Linked DNA regions of Gossypium hirsutum: region 1 is linked to region 2. Evidence: chromatin contacts called from public Hi-C data. All regions are on one chromosome and are shown on one strand. The core of a region is the stretch at or near the end of the contact, and the rest is flanking DNA. Distances in the headings are between cores, read along the strand shown. Region 1 holds the start of LOC107918703 (myb family transcription factor MOF1). Region 2 holds the start of LOC107937128 (glutamate decarboxylase).

Region 1 (3,858 bases), core at 311-2,810, 400 kb before region 2:
GTGAAGGAATGGGGATGTATGGGTTTCATCAGATATGCCAATAGAGGAAGATTTGGCAAGGAAACAAGTTAATGGCTGTTCACATCTAATTTGGCATCAAATGGATAAGAGAGAAAAGGAAATAATAAATGAAGTGGTACATCTAGGCTTTTACCAAAAATTATGTAAAGAAGGGAGTATATGATCTTGGATCCTTTATACCAAAACACAACCATTAGAAGAAAGTATCATAGAATGATATGCAAACACACACACACACTGATGAATATAGAACAGTTAGTTCTATAGTTAAAAACTGAGAATTGGAAAAGGTATTTGGGGTATAAATTAGAAAAGAAAAAACATTTTTTAAAGAAGAGCTAAGATACCTTGTCTGCTAAGATCACTTCTCATGCTCCGATACATCTGGTTAGAATGTAAAGAAACCCATGTGAACAAAAATGATCGAAGGGGAAGAGAAAAAAAGAAGGAATTTGAAAGCCAGAAGGGAAGAAAGAAAGATGAACCTGAAGGTGGCTTTTCACATGTGAAATGGTGAGTCCTTTCACATCCATCAGTTGAAGAACAAGTTTCGGCGTAGCTTCTGGCAAGTCGAAACAAACAAAAAAAAAAGCCATTATTTCAACTCCAAAAGAAACAAGCTGAAGAAGAAGAAAAGGGAAACTTACTGTCTTGACCACCAAGCCTTTCGATAGCTTGAACAAAACATTGATGAAGTTCAGGTGTCCATCTCAAACGAGGCACCTTTGATCTTATATACTGCCTCACTGCACCACTCCTCCCACAACTGCCCATTCCCTTCTATGTTCCAATCTCCTAAAAAAACTCTCGTTCTTATGTTCTTTAAAACCCTCAAATGGGAACCCCCCCCAAGGTATATCCTTTGAAAGCTTTGAAGGCTCTTAATACGATCACTAGCGATAAACAAAGAAAAAAGGACCTATGTTTCAGGTTTTAGTGGTAAATGTTTTTATGATAAAAACTCCTGGAACTGGAAAACCCTGGGTTGTTTCAATGTTGTTGGAATTGTCTAGGTACAAAGCAGCAAGAAAGACACTAAGTGCAGAAGCCCCTTGAAGAAAAAAGAAATATAAAACAAAAGAAAAAGGCAGAGGAAAGAGAACAAGAAAGATCACGAGGAAAGGAATAAGACGAACAAGGCACTGTAAAATTCCTTAAGAAGCACTGATAATACCTGCAAACTGCTGCCTTTCTTCTGTTTCTAATACTCTCTAATCTCTGCACACTTTCAGAGATACACAAAATCAACAAAGACCAAAAATAATATTTTATATAAGAAAAAAACTTTCAAACCCCCAATTGAATTAAATAAAAAATAATGATAATAAAAATTAAGAACTCTCACGAGTTCTCTGATCTGCCTTCCCTGAAATCATTACCCCTATACCCAACTGCTTTACATTGACCTTTTGCTTCCCTCTTCCTGTATATAATATAGAGCCTATAAGCTCTATTTTCCATACAAAAAGAAAAAAAGACAAAATATTTATGTATTTATTTACTTCATATATTCCTCTATAATACTGCCAACTTCCTATCATCACAAAAGACGCCATGAGTACATATTTATATATATTTGTATTACTATCACAATTTTGTATGCTTTTTTTGTTTCTTTGGGACAGATTTTTTTTCCACACACGGAAAGTGACACGGTAAGCGCACCCCTTTACTGTGCTGTCTTAAAGGAAAAGCTTCTATCCTGACGCTTTTACCCTTGTTTTCAAATGGTAGTTGTCTATTATATGTTTCTTGTTTTTTGTTTTAGTCAATTTGACCCAATTTATCATTCTTATCATTAAACATTTCTGTATATAAATATAGTCATATTAATAATCTTTTTATTTTAAATAATTATTTAACTCAATTTTTTTTATCAGGATTCCATGGCACCTCCTACACTAAGGATGTCCTACTGCCCTAAATAACTGTAACTTAGTCGAAGCCTGAAAATTATGATATATAAATTTTAATTTAATATAATTATATATATTAATAATACATATTTCATTAAATCAAAATTTTATATATAAAATTACATAAAATTAAAAATTATATATAAAATTATACATTACATTAATATTAAATCAAGTTTAATATACATACCATTTTAACTATTATTAGTAAGAATGGTTTTTCCAATGTAAAAATTACGGGTTTGGATGGATAATGTCTTCTTTATATGAATATTTCATTAATTAGAGGTCAATGGTTTTGGGGGAATTGTATACTGCTTTAGTTGGTATTGATAATGTCTTCTAACATGAAATTAAGAGTAGTATGTTACAAAATTTATTTAAAAAGTTGCCTCTGATAAGATAGTTATTATAATGGAAGAGTGGAGACTAACCTAACCGAGCAAAATAATGTAAAACCGCAGAGTGTGAAGTCTGGTTGGGTAATGTTTGAATCATATTGGAACTGAGTTTACATATAGTGTTGATATTTTATTTATTTGTTTAAGTTGAATGTGTAAATAATTAATTCGAGTTTATTTAATTAAATAATTTATTTTTAATTTTTAAAATATACTTTTTATTTACTATTTTGTAATTTTGTATATATACTTTTCTTTTACCACTAGAAGATAATTTTTTGTTGTATTAATTTTTTTTGGTAAATATAAATAATCGGTTTAATGACAAATTTAGCTATTAACATATGCATGTTTTGTCAAAATGGTCTTAATTATATTTTTAAGTATTTTTTTGCTATCCACCTTTATTCTTTTTTTCAATCTTCTTTCTCTAACAGATTTAATGAATAAATTCAAGGTTCAAATTTTCTTTTCTTTCAAAACATTTCAATCTTTCATATGTTTGTTTACTGAGAAGTTTTTCTACTGAGTTAATTTTTTTTAAATAATTACGTTTATTTTCTTTAAATTAAGAGCTTTTTTTAATTTAATGTATTATTTATTTATTTTATTGATTTTCCACATGTAATTATCTTATTGGGTTATCTAAGTAATAAATTACATCTCATTAAAAATATTTCACATATAAAATTCCACATTATCCCCTTTAACTTTTTTTTAACAGTACTTTCATTAAATCTGTTAGAAAAAGTAAATTGAAAAAAAATAACAAAGGTTGATGGTAAAAAAAAATTCAAAAATACAATTAGGACCATTTTGACAAAACATCCAAACGTAGTGGCGAAATTTGTCATTAAGCCTAAATAATTTAACATAAATTTTATATTTATTATATAATATATTTATTTTTCGTATAATACATATTGCATAATACATAAAATAAAATAAAAAATTATAGCTCGTAATAAAATAAAAAATTATAGCTCGTCCTTTTTTTTAAAGAAAATAAAACTAAAATTAACTTATGTGTAGTTACAAGTTCTCACTTCAACACTAAAACTTCCTTCTTTGTCGCCCTCTACAAGGCAAACCATTGCATTAGGGGGTGTTTGAAGATAATAGCCTCCTATGAATTAGAAATCTACAGCTTAGCCAAAGCATCAATTGTTCTATTAACACCTATCACAATATGGCTTCTAGCAACTATCCAAGACCTATGACAAATCATCCTCAAATAGTGAAATAAAATGTCTTCCCCATCCTCATTATGCTTCCTTTGCAGCAAGTTAACAAGCAGTAAGCAGTCACCCTCCACTTCAATGTTCTTAAAACCCAAAGCCCATGCTAGCTTAAGACCTTCAGTTAACGACTAAGCCTTAGCTTGGATAACAACACAAAATCCTATATTTTGATAGTAGCCACAAATCCATCGATCCTCATGATCACGCAATAGGCCGCCAAAAAAGATATTCTCTCGTTCAACTAAAACAACAACATCAAAATTGAGCTTGATCCATCCC
Region 2 (3,950 bases), core at 63-2,562:
TTAAAAAATATATTAATATATTAATAAATTTAAAAATATATAAAAATACATAAAACTTTTAGAAATTATAGTAATAAATTTAAATTTTATATTAATCTTAATAATAACATTAAATAAATAAATAAAAATTCCCACCCCATCCCTTTGCCCATTCCCCACCGAACCGGGTATTGAAGGAGATGAGATTGCTGAACTTGCTAAGGACAATATTGCCACTCCCTGAATGTGGGCGGGTTCCAATAGTTTTCTGAGTTCCATTATAGATTTCTGCAAGCAAAATTCAAGAGCATCATCTGTTAACTGTCCACAGCCATTTGCTTTAAAGGTGGGGTAGGTCCGGTGGAGGGGGAGAAGGAGGGTGGGGAAGGGGAGAGGAGTTTTTTTTTCTTTTTTTCTTTTTTAATATTAATATAATGATTTTATTTAATATTAATATTAATGCACAATTTAAAATTGTTATATTTTTTAAAATATTTTATGTATTTTTATATATTTGTTTGAATTTTTTTAGAATTAGTATCAAATTGAGAATAGGTGTAACTTTTGAGGGTTAATTTTTTAAAATTATAATTAATATATAAAATTGAGGGCTAAATTTATTATTATACTAATTTTTTTAATTGCCACATCAATTTGTTATTTGTGATTTTAACGGGAGTGATCAAAATAACTAAACTATGTAAAGTGGGTATTTAAATTACAATTTATTTTTTTATTTTAAGTGTCTAAGATGATTTTTTTTTATAATTGAATGATTATCTATGATAATTAATTTTTTAAAAATATTTTAATATCATATATCAAACAATTGATGTTAATGTATATTATTTTTAATAAAATTTGAAGGAAAGGGCTTATTTTAATTAATCACACTAGATAATTATTTATTATTCAGAAATCATACGCTCCTAAAATATTGGAATACCCACAAAGTTTGATAGAAAAATTGATGTAAATTCTGATATTTATTTATATAAAAAAGAGAAATAAAGGGTAAAATCAACTTGTTGGTTTAATATTGAGTTAGGAAGTCTAATGTTGACTTATAGACACAAAATAAAAATATTAATTTTCAGATTGACTAAAGAAATGAATGGTTATTAATAAAATTGGAAGGTTTTTGGGGAATATTCAAAGAGGCCATATTTTGAGATTGACTTGTTCCTCATCCACTCATACCACATAACAACTAGGCCCGGTTCGGCATTGTCAGGTATTTTTTGATTTTTGTTAATCTTTGGCCTAACTACTTCAATACATCCCTACAACATTGTATATATTATTATTGCTGACTTAAGTCCGAATTAAGAATTCCTTTACACCTCAGGGAGTGGGATATTTTATTATTGTCTCTTAATTAAATAAAATGAAGGCTTATATTGTGAATTTGTATATTTTGTTCTACTAAGTCTTTATGCTTTTCTTGTAACTTTCAACTTTCTAATTTGGAGAAACCTAAAATACCCAATTTACAAACATTGTTCTGCACATCTTAAACCATTAATATTTCAATTTCGTTAAAATTTTTTATTACATCTTTTTACAACCAATAAAATTGTTACCTATATTATTATCCCACATTAGCATGAAATTTATTTTTTTTTAAAAATTCAAAGGTTTTCTAGACTTATTACGAATAAAAATAAAAAAAGGCTTTGAAAATTATGTTCTTTGTAGAAGTATCTCAACTTTCTTTTCTTTTTTTAAGGTATATTAACCAAAAACTAAACAATTTTCATTAAGCGAAATATGGAAATTTGAAAATATAAATAAAATAATATGGAAAGAATCAATAAATCAACCAAACGACGCTTTGAAGCGGCTTGAGGGGCGAAGGTGGTTTGCGCCATGGCACGAAAGTTGAAAATTCGTGGGAAACAAGGAAAAGGAATTATCGAAAAGAGCGGCAGGCTGGAAACCCATTTTGATGTTTCAGTGGGTAAGCTGGCTGGTTAGTGGTTAGCCAATGATCTGAATTATCAAAACAAGGACCCCCCACCAGGGCTGCAATGGCTTTCTTTGACTATTGGCTTCCTTCTAATTATATCTTACCATGTGTGTATCTTTCTTTATTCTTCCCCAAAATTCCATTTTTTTTATATTTGCTCCCCTTTTTGAGTATTCATTTCCAAGGCGAACAAGGTCAAATTTGGTATTTGCGCAAGTCATTTTCTAATGGAAGTGGTCAACTGGAACAAAGTCTTCCAATCACATCCCTATAAATACCCATTTGCCTCTCAATGCTTCCTTCACCAAGCAACAACAGTTTTTAGCTTTATACAGATCTTTCATTTCATTCAAATTTCACAGTATTTTTGTGTTTCTTGACACATCAACCATGGTGCTATCCAAGACTGCTTCTCAATCTGATGTCTCAGTTCACTCCACTTTTGCCTCTCGTTATGTCCGACACCAACTTCCTAGGTAAATCTCCAGCTTTTATATCCCTGGGTTCATAGCATCATTTATATGGTGAAAATAGTAGGTAATTAGAAAATTATTGCAGGTTCAGGATGCCAGAGAACTCAATACCAAAAGACGCTGCATATCAGATCATCAACGATGAACTGATGCTTGATGGGAACCCGAGGTTGAACCTTGCCTCTTTTGTCACTACCTGGATGGAGCCTGAATGTAATAAGCTTATTATGGATGCCATTAACAAGAACTATGTCGACATGGATGAGTACCCTGTCACCACCGAGCTTCAGGTTTTTATTCGTAATTCAATGAAAAAGTCAAAAACTTCAATAGTTTTTGCCTCCTAATGGTGTCATTTTCCTATTTTTGATGCAGAATCGGTGTGTGAACATGATAGCACATTTGTTCAATGCACCACTTGGGGACTCGGAGACTGCCGTTGGAGTGGGAACCGTTGGTTCATCCGAGGCAATCATGTTGGCTGGCCTTGCCTTCAAGAGGAAGTGGCAAAACAAGCGTAAAGCTGAAGGCAAACCATATGACAAGCCCAACATCGTGACCGGAGCCAACGTTCAAGTGTGCTGGGAGAAATTCGCTAGGTACTTTGAAGTGGAGTTGAAGGAAGTGAAGCTAAGGGAAGGTTACTATGTAATGGACCCTGCCAAAGCTGTGGAAATGGTTGATGAAAACACCATCTGTGTAGCAGCCATATTGGGTTCAACCCTCAATGGTGAATTTGAAGACGTCAAGCTTTTAAACGATCTCTTGGTAGAAAAGAACAAGGAAACTGGGTACATATCAATTTTTTTTTTTCAGTAACATAAATTTTATAAACTTGAAACATCTCAAGTGCTGATCCTTTAATATCTGTTTTGCAGATGGGATACCCCAATTCATGTTGATGCAGCTAGTGGTGGATTCATTGCACCATTTTTGTACCCAGAGCTTGAGTGGGACTTTAGGCTTCCACTTGTGAAGAGCATCAATGTTAGTGGCCACAAATATGGTCTTGTTTATGCTGGAATTGGTTGGGTTATCTGGAGGAACAAGGAAGACTTGCCTGAGGAACTTATTTTCCACATTAACTACCTTGGAGCTGATCAACCCACTTTCACTCTCAATTTCTCCAAAGGTAACTTATTATTTTAATAAAATTTCATTCATTCTCCATTTTCCATTACAAAATCCAACATTAAACTCAAATATATGCTGTTTTATCTGCAGGTTCTAGCCAAGTCATTGCTCAGTATTACCAGCTAATTCGTTTGGGTTATGAGGTGAGAACTAAGAACATGGCTGATTCAATTCAGGCCAACAAATTTGGCTTCCAACGTATGATTCAATAGTGTATTTTTTCTTTTTTTTTTGGTTACTACAGGGATACAGAAATATAATGGAGAACTGTCATGAAAACGCTATGGTCCTAAAAGAAGGGTTGGAGAAAACAGGTCGCTTCAACATTGTGTCAAAGGACGAAGGGGTTCCACTCGTGGCCTTCTCTCTCAAGGACAACAAGCGCCATGATGAAT

Evidence for each region. Hi-C and Micro-C count contacts between places; a contact is called where the count stands out from the background.
Region 1: a contact with region 2 is called in a Hi-C map of leaf, with 2.9 times the contacts expected there. The contact joins the promoter of LOC107918703 here to the promoter of LOC107937128 in region 2. A contact is called at or near these places in 3 of 34 Hi-C or Micro-C datasets (all in leaf).

Annotation. Positions count from the first base shown.
Region 1 is chrA01:75,411,961-75,415,818 of Gossypium_hirsutum_v2.1, reverse strand. LOC107918703 (myb family transcription factor MOF1) reads right to left here and starts at 1,560. Exons shown (of 6, transcript XM_016848287.2): 1 at 669-1,560; 2 at 507-583; 3 at 369-405. The coding sequence starts at 795.
Region 2 is chrA01:75,015,428-75,019,377 of Gossypium_hirsutum_v2.1, reverse strand. LOC107937128 (glutamate decarboxylase) reads left to right here and starts at 1,312. Exons shown (of 6, transcript XM_016869948.2): 1 at 1,312-2,424; 2 at 2,507-2,711; 3 at 2,797-3,212; 4 at 3,300-3,553; 5 at 3,646-3,698; 6 at 3,800-3,950. The coding sequence starts at 2,339.